Linked DNA regions of Cyprinus carpio: region 1 is linked to region 2. The links are chromatin contacts, called in public Hi-C maps. All regions are on one chromosome and are shown on one strand. The core of a region is the stretch at or near the end of the contact, and the rest is flanking DNA. Distances in the headings are between cores, read along the strand shown. Region 1 holds the start of LOC109072182 (ephrin-B1-like). Region 2 has its middle 33 kb from the start of LOC109098031.

Region 1 (3,367 bases), core at 253-2,752, 150 kb before region 2:
TCCTTGGGTGTGTGTGTGGTTTTGCTCTCTTCGAGCTTGTTGCAACGAATATTTTCAGTTCAGGCTCGAGGTCCTAAAAACGTCAGTTTGTCTCAGATACAGAAAGAGCAGATTAAAGAAAAGAAGAGAGGAAAAAGAGGGTGTATGACTGGCTGAAAAGTCTTAACACTCAGACTAAGGTGGAGGTACTATATTTAGCTCTGAGTTCTGGTGAAATAAAAGGTCAGATATTTGTATGTATGCAAAAGGACATGTAAACATTACACACAAAATTGCAGAAAGAATCACACAGAAAACACCAAAATGAGCCTCTGATAACTAAAAGTGATCTATCTTAGAACACAAACTGCTCTTTCTTCAAGAGCTGATGACGTTCAGCCTTAAACAGATCACATGACTGCATATATATCATTTCTAAATGTGTGGCTGGCCTTTCAGACCTGATCTAAATGTGGGTAATGAATAAACTGACATTTCATACACACAAGAGCTCAAAGAGTAAAAGCTACACCACACTTATGTTATCTAAACACATGCTGGAGGACTAACCCTTCTCAAAGACATATGGCTCTCTGAAGAACCACACACACACACACACACACACACACAGAGATTGGTTTAGTAGATTGACAGGGCACCATATGTCACTCAGAATCACATCTTACTTGGGGAGGAAGACACAAATCCGTCATAGACCTTACAGACAGATTTGCCATCAGTCATGGGCAACTGAAATGATTAATATATGAAATAGATTCATTTTGATTCAAGTCATATTTTGATATGCGTCACCGTTTGTTATATGGCATATTGTAGTAGTTTTGCACTAAAACAACAAAAAATAAAAGCTAAATAAAAGCTAAAATCAACCATTTACAGTTTGAATTGTTCAAATTATTTTTTTTAAAGCCGATAGGGGGCGGTATTGACTACTGAAAGGATTAGCGTTATCTTTGTTTGACCATCAAATATCATTAGTGTCACTCTCTTGGATGTCTTTGGGATAATGATCCTAAATCTGTTATTAAACGATTTTACGGTGAAGACCTGTGTTTTCAGCTGTAAGCCGTGATGTGTTGTGAATACAAAACATACTTACGTATTCAAGTGACTCCAGGAAATGATAAACTAACTGAGAAGGGAAACGAAAATACCACATTAGAGATAAACGTACGGAGTAACCATAGTAACAAGTAGTCAACTTTGCTACAAGTTGTCTAAGAAAAATATTAATTTGCGGCACATTTGTCAGCAAAAAAAAAACTTAAGACAGTCAGTTTCTTAACGGCAATGTCTTATCTTTATGGAGAAAGACTAGACTCACTCTCCGTCTCTGTAAACACATCAGTCTCGCAGCTGAACTTCTCTGAAACTTGCTGTACAGAGAGGGACACCATGTTGCGACGTTGCCCTAAACGTGCGCTCCGATTGGTCCGTTTCGAATAGGGCGGGGTTTAGCAGCTCGGTGGGAGTGGAGGTGATGGATCGCGAGCCACTGTGCTGTGAACGGTGTGCGGGACTGACTGCGGACGCACCGGATCCACGGTTGAGCACCGAACAACTCCAAACAAGATCCAAGGCTAAAAGACGCGTCATTAACTCGCAGAGGAAGCGCCGAACAGCTGGAGTTTCCCCATCTGTTTATGTCCTTAAGACGAAACTGTGTGCACCTTTCTGCACGCGAGCCAGGAGCGGACAGTAGCTGATATCCCGTCTATCAGTATGCAGTAAAACAATATCAGAGGCAGCAAGACTCCGGAGTTTACTTTTCACGGTTCTTTTTCAAAAGAGAATCCAAATGGAATTGGACAGAGATTTTTGCCAGTCCTGTGACTGACAGTTGGACACTTTGAACATGGATATAGGGCGATAAATTCTGGACAAGAATTGTTGCATATCTAAAGTGCATCTCTATGATCTGGGATCATAAGCGAAAGGAGTCTAATTTTAAATCTGACACATGATCAGGACCGGATTTGTGCACCAACCCGAACCCCAACACGGGATCGATGGTCCTTATACCTGTGTGCATATCTCTTACCCCATATCTAGCGTGATCTGACCTTTTGTGAGGCTACTAGCTCAACTAATAGATGAGTACAATAAAAGAGTCAGGCGCTGCCGTCTACCTAAGTGCAAGGTAGCAGCGATTTTGGTAACAGAGAAACGTTGGCCCAGAAGCCGCCTGTGCAACGTTGTGCGACACCTTTTTTTTCCTCAAGACAACGCTAGAAAATTTGGATTTGGAAGTTGAGCCATGGAGCCCCTCCGCCTGGACGCCTAACCTACTCTGTTGCATGTGGTTCGGTAACCCGGAGTACAGTCGATCGAAAGGATCTTATCTTCTTGCTGGCTTGTCTCTCCGAGAACAGTATAAGATGGCTGGAAGTGACGGCTCGTGGAAATATTACCTCTGGATTCTGACAGCCATGTGCCGATACGCGTTACCCGCAGCCAAATCACTGGAATCTGTCGTGTGGAATTCACAAAATCCCAAGTAAGTGCACGAGCGCGTGTTTTAACCCCCCTAGAAAGAGCATGAATTGTAGTCTACGGTCTCAAATATGTGATTTTTCTAGCTGGACTTGTATTGTTCATAAAAGAGTCCGATCTGCAAATCTCCGCTACTCGTATCACGGCTTGCTCTCCGGTTTGATGACATGAAGCTCTCGTTGAGCTCGAGCCTAAAGTGACCGTGCAAGCGCGCGCTCTCCCGGGGATATAACACACAGCTGTCATACTTCACCGCCGCTTCTCTTCAACTCACAAAATCCCTTGTTGAGGGGGATTCGACAACACTTTTATGCTAGTACAACTTCGTTAAATGTTTATGCGAAAGATCGTACATTTTAAGAATCTCTCGGGTTTCAAGGGATACATCATTTTAACGTGTGGCCTTGACGCGGGCCTATTTCTCCGGTCAATACTTAAAAAAAATAGAAATAGGTAGAACTGCTACTGTTACTCGAAGATTTTTTTTTTTAGCAAGAGCCTCTCTCTCTCTCTCTCTCGGCGTGTGCATCTTTTCTTCTTTTCCCATGAGAGGCTAACTGAGTATCCGCCACCGGCCTACCCCAAATCCCGGCGGCCCGGTGGCTCTTTGCGCCTGAGATATTGATCAAATCAGAGTTGTGTCGAGAGAGTTAATATGTTTTTAAGCGGGGGTTTCCTAGACGCTCATAAAATCTCCCTGATTGCTGCTCATAAAACGTTTAAGGGAGCGTCCAACATGTTTACTTAACCTGAATAATGGCTCGAGACGCCACTGAAGCTTGACTGGACAGAATAATAAAGAAAGCTTATTGTTAAATTTTGCATTCGCAAAAGAATTCATAATGTACTTATTTAACTCAATGTATATCGTAAC
Region 2 (3,244 bases), core at 371-2,870:
ACACACAAAACAGACAATTCACCAGTCAATACATTAGCACTGGGACCATTAGGAGTCATGTTAGATTGTCAGACGTGCTGTGATTCTAGAGCTTTTTAAAATAATAATAACTGTATAAATCAAAGAAAATAGACTCACTCACTTTGGATTGACATCTGATTCACACACACAAAGAAATATTACTGACTGCCTTTAACTCTATATTAAACACACACCCAGTCATCAATATTCTCTGTCAGACTAACATGAAATGAATCATTTACAGTCTAAACAGAGCCACCTCCTCGGTTCCAATGAGAAAGCTCAAATTCACACTTAATATTCAGTGCAGGTAATACGTGTGATGCATTTCTCTGAGGACTACGCTATTGTCTTTGTGCTTTCTGAGAACGTGTGGATCTGATGGTGGATCTGATGGAGGGAGAGAATGGGTCTTGAAGAAATTAAGCAGCAAAAAGTGGCAAGCCAAAATATGACATCCTAGTATGTCAAACATATGTTGTACACACCGACACACGCACAAATGCAACTCCTAAGCTTTGGTAAAGTTCGAGCATTTGAACATTTCTAAAAATACAAATATGCACCGTTGCTGGTTTCCTCATCTATTTTTTATATCGACAAAAAAAAAAAAGCACAAAGGGAAGAAGGGAGGTGTGAAAAAAGCTGTAATAGTGGCGGCAGGTTGAACTCTCCTGTGTACGCTCTAATACAGCAACATTTTCGCATATATTTTAACGCTGAAAATTGATCACTGGGGACCACAGTGTGCTGGAAAACAGGTCTACTGACCACACACACAACATAAAAATATGTTCAATAGCTATTGAATATATATATTTTTTTAAATGTAGTTAGTCTAAAGTTAACTCATTCATAGAGATCACCAGAGACCATATGAATGCTCACAATGCAATTCATGTTTATTTATTTATTTATTTATTTATTGGTTAAACTTTAGTATAGGGACCAATTCTCACTATTAACTAGTTGCTTATTAACATTCCTATTATTAACATGTTGGCTGTTTATTAGTGCTTATACGGCACAGCTTGTGCATGAACAAATTCTATATCATTTATCCTATCCAATACCTATTCTACTTAATGACTACTGCAGCTTATTAACTATTAATAAGAAGCAAATTAGGAGTTTATTGAAGCAAAAGTCGTAATGGTTTGTTAATAACGAGAATTAAAATACAGTGAAAAAACAAAGTTTGGATTACATTTATTTTATATTAGATGTAACTGTTTTTTTTTACAGCTGAAGTATTAAAGACACAATGGACTGATTTTCTTGATAAGGAATGATTCTCACAACAGTTATGGAAATTGGATTCTGAAATAATGTGTTTTGAGTTTGGAGGCCTGAATATTTTGGAAATGAAATGAGTTTTAAATTGAAAATATGAATTCTTTTGTGTGAAATCCGTTCAAACAATCAACAAATTTAAAGTACATCATTTACAGATGAAGGACTCACTAAACAGCCCTCTGTGTTCGTGGGTGCAGGGCTTTGTAGATTAGAGTGCGTATTGTCCCTTTAAGAGCACAACTAGGTCGGCGGTCGCTGTGGCGTCGGCTGTGTCTGCGAGGCTAGTGATCTGATTGGTTATGATTTGTGGGAGAGCTGATCTGATTGGTGGTGATGAGGTCTGTTTCACAGGGCCTGGCTCATGTGGGCCAGGTGTCAGAAAGCATCGTTTCCACGCCAACGAATTACAATGAGACTGGAACAAAAGGGCTGACAGCGCAACCTAGAGAGAGGGGGGGGGGGGGGTGTTGAGGGGACCGAGCGAAAGAATGGAGTTTAACTCCAGACTTGCCTGACATAATACTGAAAAAGCAGATTAACCCCTATTTTCAGAAGTGGAGCAGAACCACAAGAGGTCAAACTTGCCTCACCTTGAAACCAGACTAAACAACCAGATATCATCTACAGCTTCCTATCGAAAACACAGCAAATGTACGTTTAAGCTCTTTTACACAAGCAATTCTGTCACACACGGTCACAAACAAACAGCTAGGCCCAAACCCCACAGGAAAAAAGTAAGAAAACATCATACTTCTATCAACACTGATGCCCTAACAACAGCACTGTTGCTCCTTAATTCATTATCCACGCTAAAACGCTAAAAAGTATTTGGCTGTGTGTGTACACTTCCCATGAAGTATGAAGATGTCAGATAAGTCTTAACCATGAGGACAATTTCAGCCCACTATCACACTGAAATATTCTTGCACTGCCCCCTAATGGTTCACTCCCACAATGCAAGGCACATGGCACCTCTCCACAACAGATGGCAGAGCGTTCTTTGAAATATTCTTTAGATATCACACATCCCATCTATACGAACCGTCAGCTAATGCATGAAGTGATAGTGTTGAGGTAGGTGATAATGTCATTATCACTTAAGAGATGTCATTGACAGGGTGAAGTTTATTTACTGTACAGTGATCAAGCAGAAGAACAATATGTGTGTGCGGTTGGGCACATTCACACAGCGAGAGGATGGTCTAATTATCTAATCGTTTCTGTTGAACGATCGCTCATCCCCAGCGTGGCATTTGGAAGACAGGCATCAGAAACTCATTTTAATGCCTATTATTAGTGCACACAATACTGGGAGTAGGAGTGCAGAAGTGAGGAAAGGAGAAGGGTGGGCGGCTCTGTGAATGTCAGATTCTCTTTTATTAATGCCGGAATTTTGTAAATCTAATTGAATGTTTTCTCAGGTTGGGCTGAGGTGCTTACCTCAGTCAGCACAAACACACACACACACACACACACACACACACACACACACACACACACACACACACACACACACACACACACCACAAACACACACACACACACACACACACACACACACACACACACACACAAACACACACATTCAATGCCGTTCAAAAGTTTGGGATCAGTAAGATTTTTAATGTTTATAAAAAAATAAGTTACTTTTGCTCATCAAGACTGCATTTATATGATCAAATAAACAGAAAAAAAAATAATAATTGTGAAATGTTGCAATTTAAAATAACAGTTTTCTATTTTAATATACTTTAAAATATAATTTATTCCTATGAAGCAAAGCTGATTTTTCAGCATCACTACTCCAGTCTTCAGTGTCACATGTTCCTTCAGGAATCATTCCAATATGCTGAATAATTATCAATATTGGAAACAGTTGTGCTGCTTATATATAATTATTTAATTTTTTTAGATCTGTGATACATTT

The links. Hi-C and Micro-C count contacts between places; a contact is called where the count stands out from the background.
Region 1: a Hi-C map of skeletal muscle shows a contact between it and region 2, with 5 times the contacts expected there. The contact joins the promoter of LOC109072182 here to the enhancer-like site in region 2. A contact is called at or near these places in 5 of 8 Hi-C or Micro-C datasets (liver and skeletal muscle).

Annotation. Positions count from the first base shown.
Region 1 is chrB5:11,397,763-11,401,129 of ASM1834038v1, reverse strand. LOC109072182 (ephrin-B1-like) reads left to right here and starts at 1,502. Exons shown (of 5, transcript XM_042724289.1): 1 at 1,502-2,497. The coding sequence starts at 2,298. It overlaps LOC109058835 (a long non-coding RNA gene), which reads right to left and starts at 1,455. Exons shown (of 3, transcript XR_002012501.2): 1 at 1,325-1,455; 2 at 1,100-1,132.
Region 2 is chrB5:11,252,072-11,255,315 of ASM1834038v1, reverse strand. No RefSeq gene overlaps it. Among protein-coding and RNA genes, the nearest start is that of LOC109098031, 33 kb to the right of the region's middle. Within about 2 kb of position 1,620, at least 3 of the 8 cell types and tissues checked have an H3K27ac peak or open chromatin away from gene starts, as enhancers often do. A contact at or near this core is called in skeletal muscle, where this site is marked.